2 separate regions of the Zea mays genome follow, and region 2 is linked to region 1. A link is a contact called in public Hi-C data. All regions are on one chromosome and are shown on one strand. Each heading gives the region's core, a stretch centred on a gene start, on an enhancer-like site or on the middle of the called end of the contact. The rest is flanking DNA. Distances are from core to core; before and after follow the strand shown. Region 1 holds the start of LOC100285663. Region 2 holds the start of LOC103652719 (serine carboxypeptidase-like 50).

The links. A called contact is a pair of places that touch in the nucleus more often than the background predicts.
Region 2: a Hi-C map of tassel shows a contact between it and region 1, with 2.3 times the contacts expected there. The contact joins the promoter of LOC103652719 here to the promoter of LOC100285663 in region 1. A contact is called at or near these places in 2 of 25 Hi-C or Micro-C datasets (ear and tassel).

What each region holds. Positions count from the first base shown.
Region 1 is chr4:3,361,286-3,367,839 of Zm-B73-REFERENCE-NAM-5.0, reverse strand. It overlaps LOC100285663, which reads left to right and starts at 2,881. Exons shown (of 1, transcript NM_001158554.1): 1 at 2,881-4,108. The coding sequence starts at 2,999. The coding sequence ends at 3,967. It overlaps LOC103652713 (ATP-dependent DNA helicase Q-like 1), which reads right to left and starts at 1,779. Exons shown (of 10, transcript XM_008679668.3): 1 at 1,448-1,779. The coding sequence starts at 1,562.
Region 2 is chr4:3,619,160-3,625,713 of Zm-B73-REFERENCE-NAM-5.0, reverse strand. It overlaps LOC103652719 (serine carboxypeptidase-like 50), which reads right to left and starts at 3,831. Exons shown (of 1, transcript XM_008679677.4): 1 at 2,112-3,831. The coding sequence starts at 3,677. The coding sequence ends at 2,112. It overlaps LOC103652718 (AAA-type ATPase family protein), which reads right to left. Exons shown (of 27, transcript XM_008679675.3): 21 at 6,115-6,237; 22 at 5,955-6,038; 23 at 5,693-5,877; 24 at 5,411-5,549; 25 at 5,278-5,337; 26 at 5,018-5,122; 27 at 4,222-4,881. The coding sequence ends at 4,768. LOC100192788 reads left to right here. Exons shown (of 2, transcript NM_001137981.1): 2 at 693-1,638. The coding sequence ends at 1,316.

The DNA of each region.
Region 1 (6,554 bases), core at 1,632-4,131:
CCCCTTTTGTGTGAAACTCAACCTTGCACTCTTGCAAGCACAAGGCAACATAAAACGACTAACCAAAATTATATGTTTACTAGCAGTAATGGTGTTTTTTATTTTCCCAGCAGAGCAGCATGTTATAGATCGAAGCCTTCCATTTGCTCCTTTTTTTTCTTTCAGGATGACAGGTTACATTGTGAAGATAATGACATTATCTAGTTAGCCAAATACCCCCAAAACAGTCCCAGCTGTAGTAATATGCAAAACATCATACAGTAATTTAGTGGACCGAGCCATTTACTAGCAATATCTTCACAATTTGCAATAGATTTAAAGCCAACAGAAACTGAGAAACATAATCCCAGACAATAGACAAGATTTCCTTTTTTATCGTTTTAAATAAAGCACCAGGGCAGGTGCTGTTTGAGTTCCTTTTAGTCTGGGATCTAATCCAAGAGGTGTAGTTGCAGCCAAATGTTGCTCATCAACATCGGTGGCTGCCTTCTTCCTCGGGTCTGTATTCGGCCAAAAAATGCGTACAAGCTCTTCCATATTGGTGCAATAGCTTTTGAGCCGGACAAAAGAATATGGAAGACTTGGGCTCCTCCGTGTTGTAAATACTTCATCTGGCTGGCATCTCTCAACCGATGCTGGATGGCTGATCGACTAGCTCCTCGGGGAATGGATCACCCAGAAAGATGTCCCCTTTGTGACCAGCAGGACGAGACAGCGTAGCACATTCTGGTGGCTTGTGTTTTTGCGAGGGAGGTGTGGTTCAGATCTCTAAGCAGGCTGGGCCTCAACATGTTACTCACACGACTGATGCGGCGATGTTTCAGGAATGGTGGGGAGAGGCAGAAAGGAATGTGCCTAAGCCAAATAAAGAAAGGCTTTAATTCCTTTGTGAGTTTAGTAGCCTGGCAAATTTGGAAGCATATAAATGCTTGTGTGTTTGATGATGCTTTCCCAAACATCAACACAATCTTGCAGTCCATCCATGATGAGGTTCGAGAATTTTCTTGGTCGGGACAATATTTCGGTCTTTTATTAGCCATCAGTGGGTTGTGTGCGCCTTGAGTGCCGGTCCCAGGCATTATACCGGGAGGATGGTCTTTCCCTCTTCGACCGAGTTTTTTTTAATAAAGCACCGTGTCCTAGAATCTCAAACTGTGGAGATTGTCCAGTCCAGGTCCAACAGACATGTCAGTTTTTCCACGGTACTCCCAAAACATGCAGCGAAATGAGTTAATAGCAGGAAGCAGTGTATTTGTTCGCAATAGCTGAATCACCGTCCTCGTTATTCGCAGAATATCCCCCCGTAAGTTAGAGACCGCCGAGTCCAACGGGCAGGTACACAAGGCCAGATCGGAAGAGGAACGGGCGCGTCCATCCCAGCGGGCCCGGCCGGCCTGTGTGTGTGTGAGGGGGAGATAGAGAGGGGGGGATGGGAGTAGGTACGTACCGTAGACCTCGAGGAGGCGGGCGAGGCAGCTGGCGGCGAGGTCGCGGTCGAAGCCGGACTCGACTGCGAGGTCGAGCAGGCGGTGCTGCTCGCCATCCCGCGCACGTTGCTGCATCTCCGCGCTGGGCGCGGCAACCCCTAGCGTCAGCGCCGCCGCGGCGGAGACGGGACGGATACGGAACGGCGGCGGCTCTGGCTGCGGGCCTCCTTCCCGGGTTCCCCTCCCTCCTTTTTGGCGGGTTGGCGCGCGGGGGAAACTGGAAGAGTGGCTCGGTGGGGCACGGTTGGGACTTGGGACACAGCGGCGCGAATGGGTAGCAGTTGGCTGGGCCGGCGGGAAGAAGCCCAGTATATATATAAATAAGAAGGCTGCTAGTGGTGGTGGTGGTGGCGGCGCTGCGCCGAGAGGGAAGAATGGCCATGTAGGATCCAGCCGTAGAGCTGGGTGGGCCTGGTGAATTTGCGGTGGAGCGGCCCATGTGGTCCAACCGTAGGGCGATTTGCGGTGGCCCGGCCATGTGGAACGGAAGAGTCTCCATCGTGTTTCTTTTTTCCTTTTTGTGATCCACGTGTGAGATTATTATAGGGCAGGTTGGTTGGTGACAAACTCTTTATCTCTCTTCTCTACTATAGTTAAGTGTTTAACGAACAACAGATTTTGCAAATATTCTGAACATAAAAAAAACATAGCAAAACTGACGGGCGGCACCAGCAATGGCCGTGCCGGTGATGATGATGATGGGGCGGCGTGGAAAAGAGAGACGGAAACGGAGGACGCTGACAGGGTGGCAGGCTAGTAGGTCGTAGCTCAACTGTGCGCCGCGTCACTTGTACGTGCGGTTCGGGTTGCCCCGACAGGTGTCCGTCCCCCCGTCGCGGCCACCGGACAGTCGACGGACGCCTCCGGCCACCGGGGATGCGCTGCGGCGGTCCCGCGCACGCACGCACGCGACGGTCCTACTGTGGAGTCACGGATGGCTGTCGCGGCGAGGCCCGTCTCGGACCTCGCATCGTGATCCCGGCCCTGGATGACGACGGCCCATGGATCCGCATGCGCGCGCGGCAACGCGCAGCCCACGTGGGCCGGCCGGTACCAACAGTATTCAGTAGCCGCCCCTCCAGACATGCTAGTATACGAACGGCGGCGCTACTTCAACTGCGGCGGCGACTCACACCGTCGGAGGAGTCCACCGGCCACCTAGCAGGCTTGGGACCGCGGCTTAGGGTCCAGATCTGGTTATCCGGGCGGCGGGCGGGCACGCGGAATAATAATATCCTCCCACGAGGACACCCGCGGAGTCTGGTTATTACAGCACGGGCCCTGGCCGTGGGCGCGGGCCGGAGCCGCTCGCTATTCAGCCAAACCACGGGGGTTCCGCCCGCGAAACAACCCCGCGAGTTAAAAACTCCCACCACCTCCACGCACGCTCTCCCACGCTTCCCGTTCCTTCTCCCAGACAGACAGACTCCCCAGTCCCCACACACCACCATTTCCCCCCACTCCGCCCATCCGTCCGTCTCCGTGGCTCGCCTCCACGCCCCGTACCGGCGATGGCCGCCGAGGCAGCGTGCTGCGACGACAGCGCCTGCTCGACGCCCTTCGTGAGCGCGCCGTCCAGCCCCGCCCGGGACAGGGACAGGGAAAGGGACACCTACCCGTCCCACTTCTTCTTCAGCGCGCCGACCAGCCCCACCCGCGGCAAGGACGCCGCCGTCCCGGACCTGGACTTCGACTTCGACTTCGACTTCTCGTCGCGCTTCCCGTCGCCGTCCGCCGCCGCCATGTGCTCCGCCGACGAGCTCTTCCACAACGGCCAGATCCGCCTCGCCGCCGCGCTGCTGCTGCAGCCGGACGGGGACGCGGACCCGGACCCGGACCCCGCCGCGGGCGCGCAGCACGAGAACCAGCAGCAGGCGGAGGCGGCGGACGAGCGCGGGCGCGTGCGGAGCCGCTCCGTGCGGCGCAAGGCGCGCTCTATGTCCCCGTTCCGCACGCACTGGCGGTCCGCGTCCCAAGTCCCGGTGCCGAAGCCCGAGTCCGCCGGCGAGTCGCAGCAGCAGCAGCAGCCGGCGGCGGCGTCGCGCTCGTCGTCGTCGTCGTCCACCGCATCCTCGTCCGCCTCGTCCGCGTCGTCGTCCAGGGGCTCCCGCCGCTGGAGCGGGTTCCTCAAGGACCTGCTCCACCGCAGCAAGTCGGACGGCGGCAAGAGCAGCCACCAGCAGCAGCAGCAGCAGCAGCAGCCGCACTCCCACCACCACCACTGCGCTGGCGCTCCCCCAGCCGCGGCGGCGCCGTCTCCGTCCCCGTCTCCGTCTGTAAAGGTTGGGAGGGGCAGGAGGAGGTCCGCGCACGAGCGGCTGTACGAGGCGCGGCGCGCCGAGGCCGAGGAGATGCGGCGCCGGACGTCGCTGCCGTACCGCCAGGGCCAGCTCCTCTTCGGCTGCATCGGGCTCGGCGGCCGTAGCTACGGCATCGCCAGGGGGATCAACGCCGCCGCCGCTGTCTCCTCCAGGTCGTAGTGTGTGTCAGTGTGGGTGGTGGTGGTGGTGGTGGTAGTGTGTGTTCAGTGTGGTTACTCTTCAGTCACTACTGTGAACTAGTTAGTGGCAACCGTGTTTAAAAAAAAGGGCTTGTTCCAGTGAACCAACGATCTTCGCTTCTGTGTTTTAGTTGATAAACTGAAACTTGTATGTTCATCTGCGTGCTAAGTCAGGATTCTGCGGGAAGAAGAAAGCTCTGTTCTTTCTTCAGTAATCTAACAGGATGCCCGGCAGCACGGCATGGCATACGGCTTTTGCTTGACGCCTCGGTAAAGTGCAGTAGTAGTAGTACGTAGTAAAAAGATTCACAGAAGATATCAGTGATGAGCCTCGTCGGTCGTGCGCACGGCAGCTCCACCGCGTCAGCAACAGTCACTGCGTGCCCGGCCCGCCCTTGGGCGTGAGGATGATGGGACAACACCTGTCCTGCCCTGCCCGCCCATGCTGCCAGCCTCGCCTCGCCCATGGCGGCCTGTCCCACGCATGGCATGACGCAGCGCCGTCGTGTCGCCGTCCCTCCTCGCCACCTCGACCTCGAGGCAGGGGCAGGCGCAGGGACACTGGGACAGGGTGAGGTCGCCATGCCGTTTTGTTGGGAGCATATGCGGCCGTGCCCCTGCTCTGGGACTAGCAGCCTGGTTGCTACTGCTGGTAGGGACGGACGACCGATGGCATTAGCAGCCCGACCACCTTCCTTAAGTGCTCTGCTGCCCCCATCGGTTTAGGTTACTATTGCCACGGCACCAAAAAAAGAAAAAAAAACAAAGACCTCCAATGGCGAGCGCCGAGGGAGATCCAACGCGATCGGCCAGGGCGCTAAAGAAACAGTAGAATACACTGCGCCACTGATTCATTATTGCCCCGGCAGCGCCTGCATGCAAAAACCTCCATCCACATATGCTTTGCACTGCATCGTATGCCCCCCCCCCCCCCCCCCCCCCCCCAGCCCGTCTTCTCCGTTCGAGGAGGCGGTGTGTGCCGAGGTCAACGCCTGTCGCCCCCCGGCTCCGGCGCGGCGGCTAGCTTGGCCGGCCGGTGTCGCGCTCGCGCCGCACAACCGCCGCGGAGGCCAGGCGACTGCCCTGGCGCGGCCGCCTGGGTGCAGTTCGAACAACTGTCACTCTCTTTTTCCAAAAAAAAAAAAAGAATTGCATAAATAAAAATAAAATGGGCACTCACAGCATGAATTGATGATGGGCAGTAGAAAAAAAACAACAAAGCGTGCGTGGATGCTGCACACACACGAAGGAAGAAAGGTAATCAAAATGAGAGCAGAGCGGGGTAGGGAGAGAATCCAAAGGTGGGTTGCATGTGCGTGCCGGCCCTCTCGTCATCTTGCTGCCAAAACAAGGCCCTTCCCACTCACCACCAGAAACAAACAAAAATTTAAAAAGCATGGGGAAACGAATTATGCAGCGGGAGGGGGCCATCGTCATTACTACTCATTAGTCTTATTAACTTTTATTTTTTTTTGGCAAAGCAAAGGAACTAATTATGCATACATACCTCAGCTGATTACTTCCATGAAAGTTGGCTAAATTCCTTCATCTGGCAACCCATAGTAGCACTAATGCTCATCCAGAAATAACCCATCTGTACTTTATTTCAGAAGTACTAGCATTTCCCCCCACAGATCCCTGTGTCAGTCGATTTAATCAGGACGACCAATCGATCTTTCCCATTAGATACCAACAACAACGAAAGCTCCAGGGTTTATCAGCACGAATGAACTTCCATGGAAAGCCAAGCGACTCGAAACGTCTCCTCCGTCCTCGCTTTGCCACATGCGTCAGCCCACTTTTTCGCGGTTATTAAGATCAGGGTCGGGCGACAAGGCAAGGCAAGGCAAAGCAAAGCAGGATTACCAGGAATCCGCTGAGTCGCAAGGCCCAACACCGGAAATTTCCCATGAATCTAGGCGGCATCTTTTGGATTTGTTCTGTCCTTTTTCGTCGGGAGCTTCAAACTGTATCGTCTTGAGCTGTCCATGTTAGGGAGACCCACAAAAAAAAGGAAGACGCCGAGGGTTTTCGCTGGGCCCAGCGCGTGTCTGTCTCTGTGTCTGTGTGAATATTCGGGTCCTTGTGTTTGCCATCCTGTGATGGGTGCCACAGCTGCAGCGCCAGATTTATCCTCATTTTTGTGCCCCCCCATCTGTAATCCTGCTAGACTGCCACTCTTCTCCCTTCTGCTGTACGTCTGCAGCAGCAGCAGACAACACAAACTGTAAATTCAGAACTCTGAAGACTTCTTGCACGTGTCCAAGTATTTGTTACTGAGGGGGAAAAAAAGGTTACATTTGCTCTTCTAAATTCTACACACGTCCATGAAAACTACTGGTTGCGGAAGTCACGGTACAATTGGCAGCTATGCAAAAATGTCCACGAAGTGTGTTCTCAAGATGTATATTTTGACAACTTAGGATCAATGATCATATACTATCCTGTTAACAGCCTACTACAGCTACGGTACAGAGGAGAACCAGAGGTAGGAGATGGAAGGAGAGCAATAGTATTTTCTCATTTCCTAGCGTTCACTGTAGTCAGTCTTAGTTTAAGTATTCCTT
Region 2 (6,554 bases), core at 2,582-5,081, 260 kb before region 1:
TAATACTGCTTCAAAGGATTAATTTGGAGAAGTAGAAGTAGTAAATCTGTTGTCATTTCAGTTAGACATTATCTTGATGCGATTCACCTTGCTACACTATAGAAGCATAAATTATACTCTGGAGTCTGGATCCTATGCCAGCTTATCCTGAACCTTGTATGAATATGAAATTAATTTTCCTGTACTGTATGGTTGCCACAAATGAATTTTCATAGACATGTTTAAAGGGATGACCCAGTTCTGGAGGCTCCCACATGAGTGGGGTCTGGGTAATGGATAAACAATTAAACAGAGTCGAGTCTTACCCCGAGAGGCTGCTTTCAAACCATGACCTGGTGACTCATTGAGACAGGTCTCACCACTACTCCAGGGCAGGCCTTGCCTTCTATTGATAGACATGTTTATGATGTAGAATTTGATCTATACACAGTTGACATGTGTTGGTGTCTGTTCCTTCAGTCCTCTCCTGAAAAGCTTCACCTGTCATGTTTGGATATTCTGTTTCGGCTAAATTCTTGACAGTTGGTTTTGGCATGTTCTGTTGTACTTATGATTCCAAGTAATACAGATGGCAGGAAACCATGACTGAATCATCATTCTATCCTGTTACATCTAATTTGTGAAACCGGCAGTTCTTTCTTCGGTTTGGTTATTGACACAGGATGGGGCAAACCATATCCTTTACTTTCCAGGGTAATGCTCTGGCCGCAGCCGGTGGTGGCAGTGGATCAGTGAAGCTGTGGGACACGGAGAAGTGGAAGGCGATCACCAGCCTCGCCGTCCCACGCCCGGAGGGAGCTCGCCCCGACAAGACAGGCAGCGGCAAGTTCGTCCTGTCAGTCGCCTGGAGCCCCGACGGAAGGCTCCTAGCATGCGGGTCCATGGACGGCACGATCGCCGTCTACGACGCGGTCCGCATGAAGTTCCTGCACCACCTGGAGGGCCACCACATGCCGGTGCGGTCCATGGTGTTCTCCCCGGTGGACCCGCACGTGCTTTTCACGGCCTGCGACGACTGCCACGTCCACATCTACGACGCCAGGGAGAAGGGCCTCGTCGGGGCCATGTCGGGCCACGCGAGCTGGGTGCTGAGCATCGACGCGAGCCCCGACGGCCTGGCGGTGGCCACGGGGTCGAGCGACCGCACCGTCCGGCTCTGGGACCTCAACATGAGGACCTCGGTGCAGACCATGAGCAACCACTCCGATCAGGTGTGGGCCGTGGCCTTCAGGCCACCAGGCGGTGCCGGAGTCCGAGCAGGGCGTCTGGCTAGCGCGTCGGATGACAAGAGCGTCTCCCTGTACGATTACTCGTAGGTTTTTGTTTCCTTATAAACCGTTGCAAATGCCTCTGTTGTACCGACCAGAGATTTGAATTCGGGCATGGTGGTTGGAAGAATTGTTGTACGCAGCACAGTAGTCGAGGTGTTAAATTGCAAGGAAAGAGTTTATTTCGTGTTAGTTATTGTACCCTGGGGTTGTTGACTTGCTTGGTTGCACCGAAAGGACGTGGACGCTGGTCGTCGGGTGGTGGTGTGCGTGCCTTCTTGTCTCGCTGCTGAAAGCTCGTTAATACTTGCACCTTTTGCATTAACAGGAGGCGTGGAACAAACTCAACTCCGAAGAGCTCTTTTGAACCAAATTCTGTGAATATAAATCACATTGTATGTCTTATTAATACCAACATGAATTGCCGGAGTGGCTCGCATTGTATGTCTTGTTAATACTGTTTAGCGTTACAGTGGACCACAGAAATTCGAGCTACACTTGCTGTTCAGCCTTAATTGATTTCTACAAAAAGGGATGCACACAATGTACAGATTGTACCATAGCTGATTTGAAATGTGTTTTGGTTTACTCAAATAGTAATATAAACCGATTCAAAAGCCAAAGATGCAAACATTAGTTATATGTCTTATTGAAATGTGGTTTAATAATGTGTGAATACGTGAGCTAGCTCCCGTCAACAGAATCCAACGGATTATTACGACGACACATCAATACCATCTATTTGTTTATTTATTTTCCAATACTCAACTGGCTTTATTTGCTATACGTGTAATACAGAAAACATCTAAATTAAATTCATGAAGACCGCGTCATGGGCTACTGCTACTGATAGATACTCGCATGGCCCCCACAAGACGCCTCATCGTATTGCTTTCCGCCGTCGCTGCTGAACAAGCCCTCGTCGAACACCCAGTTCTCGATCATCTCCTGCGCCGCCCGCCCCTGGTCCGCCGGCACCATGTGCCCGGCCGCGTACACGGCGACGTGCACGAGCGCGCCATGCTTCTGGACGTACCCGGCGAGCCTCCCTCGCTGTCCGGCCTCGCCGCCGCCGCCGCTTCCTTGGCGCCACACGGCGCGCGGGGCGTCCCGGAACGCGGCGAGCCCATCCCAGTCCAGCTCCCGCAGCAGCGCCTCCACGGACACCACGCCGACCTGCGCGTCACGGACCCCCTCGTACAGTAGCACGCGCGGGGACGGCGCCGGCGCCGGCGGCCCCCGCAGCAGCGCCTCCAGGTCCGGCTTGGCGCTCTTCATCACGTCGTCGTGCAGCGCCGCCACGACCGCGGCGCTGACGAGCTCCCACGGCGGCGCCGGCGCGTCGCGTCGCGCGCCCAGCGCCGCCCTCACCCCGGCGTCGTTCATGAACCCCGCGGCTCGGGCGCCGGCGGCCGTCAGGGCCTGCAGCGGCGACGACGCGTCGTCCGCTGCCGCCACGTCGAACAGCGACGGGAGCCCCGTGGCGTCGCGCAGCCACGACAGCGCGCGGAACCACGCGTCCACCGCCTCGCGCCACCGCCCCGCCGCGGCCAGCGCCGCCGCCTCCGCCTGCATGGCCGCCGCCTCGCGCCGCTGCTCCGCGCCGATGAGGCCCGCGAAGTAGAGGACGTCGGCGTGCGTGGTCACCTGCGCCGCCGGGTGCACGAAGCCGTTGCCGATGGCCACGCCGCGCAGGTTGATCCTCATCCTCGTGGACAGGTGCTCGGGGAGAGCCGGGTTGGTGCTGGTGGTGCTGGTGCTGGCCAGGATGAGCGCGGCGACCGTGGGGATGGTCTTGCCGGCGTAGCTCTCGCCGGTGAGGAAGAGCGGGCGGGCGCGGAAGGTGGCGTCGTCCGGCTGCGACGAGAGGAAGGACTGGAGCGCGGCGAGGACGTGCTCCGCCACGGCGGGCTGCGTCGTCGGGATGGCGGAGGGCGACGGCGCCGCGCTGTAGCCGGTGCCGAGCGGGCTCTCGAGGAAGAGGAGCCCGAAGCGGCGGTTCCACGCGTAGGGGTTGGGGCGCAAGCGCAGCGAGGGGGGCGCCAAGGAAGACGCGTCGGAGGAGTCGGTGTCGGAGTCGGCGGGCGAGGAGGAGAAGACGTAGGGGCCGATCTGGAGGAAGTTGCTGGCGAAGGAGGACAGGCCGGGCCCGCCCTCGAGCCAGACCAGGAGCGGCGTGGCGGCCGGCGGGGTCAGCGGGTGGGTGGCCTCGTAGAAGGCGTAGTACATGGAAGCGTTGGCCGCGGGGATCGGGAGGTAGCCGGACTTGGTCGGTAGCGCTTCTGTGGGGAATATGGTGGTGTCCGAGCCTGCAGCAGAGACCGCGGCGGTGGTGGCGACGAGGACGACGATGAGGAGAAGAGGAGCTGCCATTGCGTCTAGCTTGCTTGCCCGAACGCTTTGCACCATCAGTCCATCAGATATGTAACGTAGGTCGTGACAAAATCTTTGGCAAAGACGAAAGGATGACAAAAGACAAATGGGATATTGGATCACGTGACTTTTGACTAGCAGTTGATTGAATTTTTGGTAGCGTAGGCGTGAAGCATCAGTGTCTGTTCCAGTTACGCGGCGCCACGCTGCATTCCCTGCCTGTGACTTCCTGATGATGTGCCATCTATCGTCCGTTGGCGTCGTAATCAGCTGCCTAGAAACTATATTTGTATATATTGCACTGTCGGACTCTGTATTCTTTCCTGGGCCATTAATATGTGACACCAATGATTCCATTGTCTATGCATGGGCCATTAGAAAGAACCGAAGTGTTTACGTAAGAAAAAAAATGAAATCTGTGCAATGCACCGTTATCAGAATCCAAGTTCATTATGACAGAGAAAATTCATACATACCGAACCCATGCATTTCGCAGCCATAAGAAATGACGAAAGTTCATTATGCCGGACGTTTGCTCCCACGCATTTCGCAACCACAAGACGACAGGAGACGCATAAAATTTCACCTCACAATACCCAGCCCACTCGACATACACACAGATTTCGGCGGGCAGGAAAGGCACCTTTCCATAATTCTTATGTTGGCACCGATCCAATTTATCATCGCCGGTCAAGTACAAAAATTAAATATGTGTACCATACTGTCAACAACAGGACGAAGATGTTCTTATTTCACATCCCTTCATTTCGCATTTACAAGAACAAAGGCCAGAGAGTCCAAGAAGGACAGTGACCGCAACTTATGGGAGGAAGAAAACGGGGGGGGGGGGGGGGGGGGGGGGGGGGTTGGAGGAGGGCAATGGCGCCATTGTAATTCCAAATCTCAACTCTGTAACCTTGAAACAGCTGGCAAACCAACTCGACTCCGTACACAGTTCTAATTACACCAGGCGGCGGCGGGGCGGCGGCGGCTACTGAGGGAGGGGGAAGGAGCGAAAACTTGACTGGATTTAGGGCCATAGTGGGTGTGGTACTATGGCCGCTCTGTGTTCCTTCTGATCTTATGCCACGGCTGTGATCCTTCTGGATTCTATGCTCTCACCCCATCACATGAAGTAGCTCAGCGCTTTCTTCTTCCTTGACCCGCCTTCGCCGTACAGGTCGTTCCATTGAAGGAGCTCGTTCATGTTCGCCGAGTCGGACGAAACGCTCGCACAAACCTGCGCCCGACCAAGGAGAGATTAGGATGCCGCTCTAAGAAACAAGAATACATGGTTGCATACAAACAAGAACGTAGATTGCAGAGAAGGGTCGGGGGGAGGAGATGCGAAATGGGATCAACTTTGGTGTTCTCACCTGCTCATGGGCAGATTTGAAGTCATCTATGCTAAGAGGGCGGATGTCCTCGCTTCCATATAATGCAGGCTCCGGCCTACCTTCTGTTTTAGCCAAATTCTTCTCCTGCACACAGTGGAATTGAACGAGCCCAGCACAGTCATGATCTAGGCTCAACAGAAAAAAATGCATAATTCAAACATCGCCGCTCCCTGCTGCCAAGGATAATCATACTGCCAAGTGCAAACGGAGCAACCAGAAGCAGAGACGGCATTGTGTACCTTCTTTTCCTTCTCCAGAATTTCTCGGATGGGGTAATGCGCCGCGGTCACACACAGATTCTGAGAGCAACGAAGCCGGTGAAAACCATGCAGAGGGTTTTTCTATCAATGGCACGCGTAAGAGCAAACGTACCTTCAGGTCGCTTCCTGAATAACCATCAGTCATATTGGCAAGCGAGTCCATATCAACATCAGATCCCAGCTCTTCTTTTGCCAAAATTACTTTTAGAATTTTCTCCCTATTTGATGCATCGGGCAAGTTTACCATTAACCTGAAACAATGAGTAAGATGGTGATGAATATGGAACCAAACTATTGCTACCCAAAAGCAACGATTAGATAATCATGGCCCACCGAACAAAACTACAGTTATACAACTGGGTAATCCAGTCCCACTGAATGAAACAACATTTACCTGCGGGGGAACCTCCTAATCACAGCCTCGTCGAGGTCAAAAGGCCTATTTGTAGCACCAAGAACAAGCACACGCTCCTTATCTTTAGTGCGCAACCCATCCCAATTTACCATAAATTCATTCTTCATCTTGCGCATCGCTTCATGCTCCCCTGGATTTTCTCTCCTTCCTAGCATACTATCGACCTGCAGAAAGTCAAAAAAAAAGTTGGTATATACTGTGCCGGTAGTGGTTACTAAAGTAAACTTGTGTGCTTGCATACCTCATCAATAAATATAACACTGGGTGCTATTTTACTTGCTAGTGAGAAAACAGCCTTTACATACTTCTCCCCTTCACCAAACCACTGAAAGTTAACAAACCACTGGTTAGCCTTGAGACAGTAGTGAATCTCATCAGTTGCCCATTAGGTGAAATAATACCTTCGATGTAATGCTCGACATTGATATATTGATGAAATTAGCGCCTGCTTCAGTTGCTACTGCTTTGGCAAGCATAGTTTTTCCAGTGCCAGGAGGTCCGAAAAGCAATATCCCCTTGCAAGGCTGCAAAGAATGAATTGCGGAGGCAGTTATAAGATCTTGACTATAGTAGGTCAAGAAAATCTACAGATGAAGTTTTAAAACTCGACATATCTAAGATTACCTAATATACTAAGTACTTATACATAATACAGTATATAAAAATAAAGAGGTAAAGAGTCAGCTCGTGACATTTATCCATCAGGTTAGACACCAACTAATACATAAGCCTAAATCTTAGTCTCCCAAAATATTTTCACATTCTTTAAAAAAATGAAAAACCTTGTAGAAACAATACTGCCAAATTAACTAGAGGACTAGTGTATTCAGATAACTTTGGA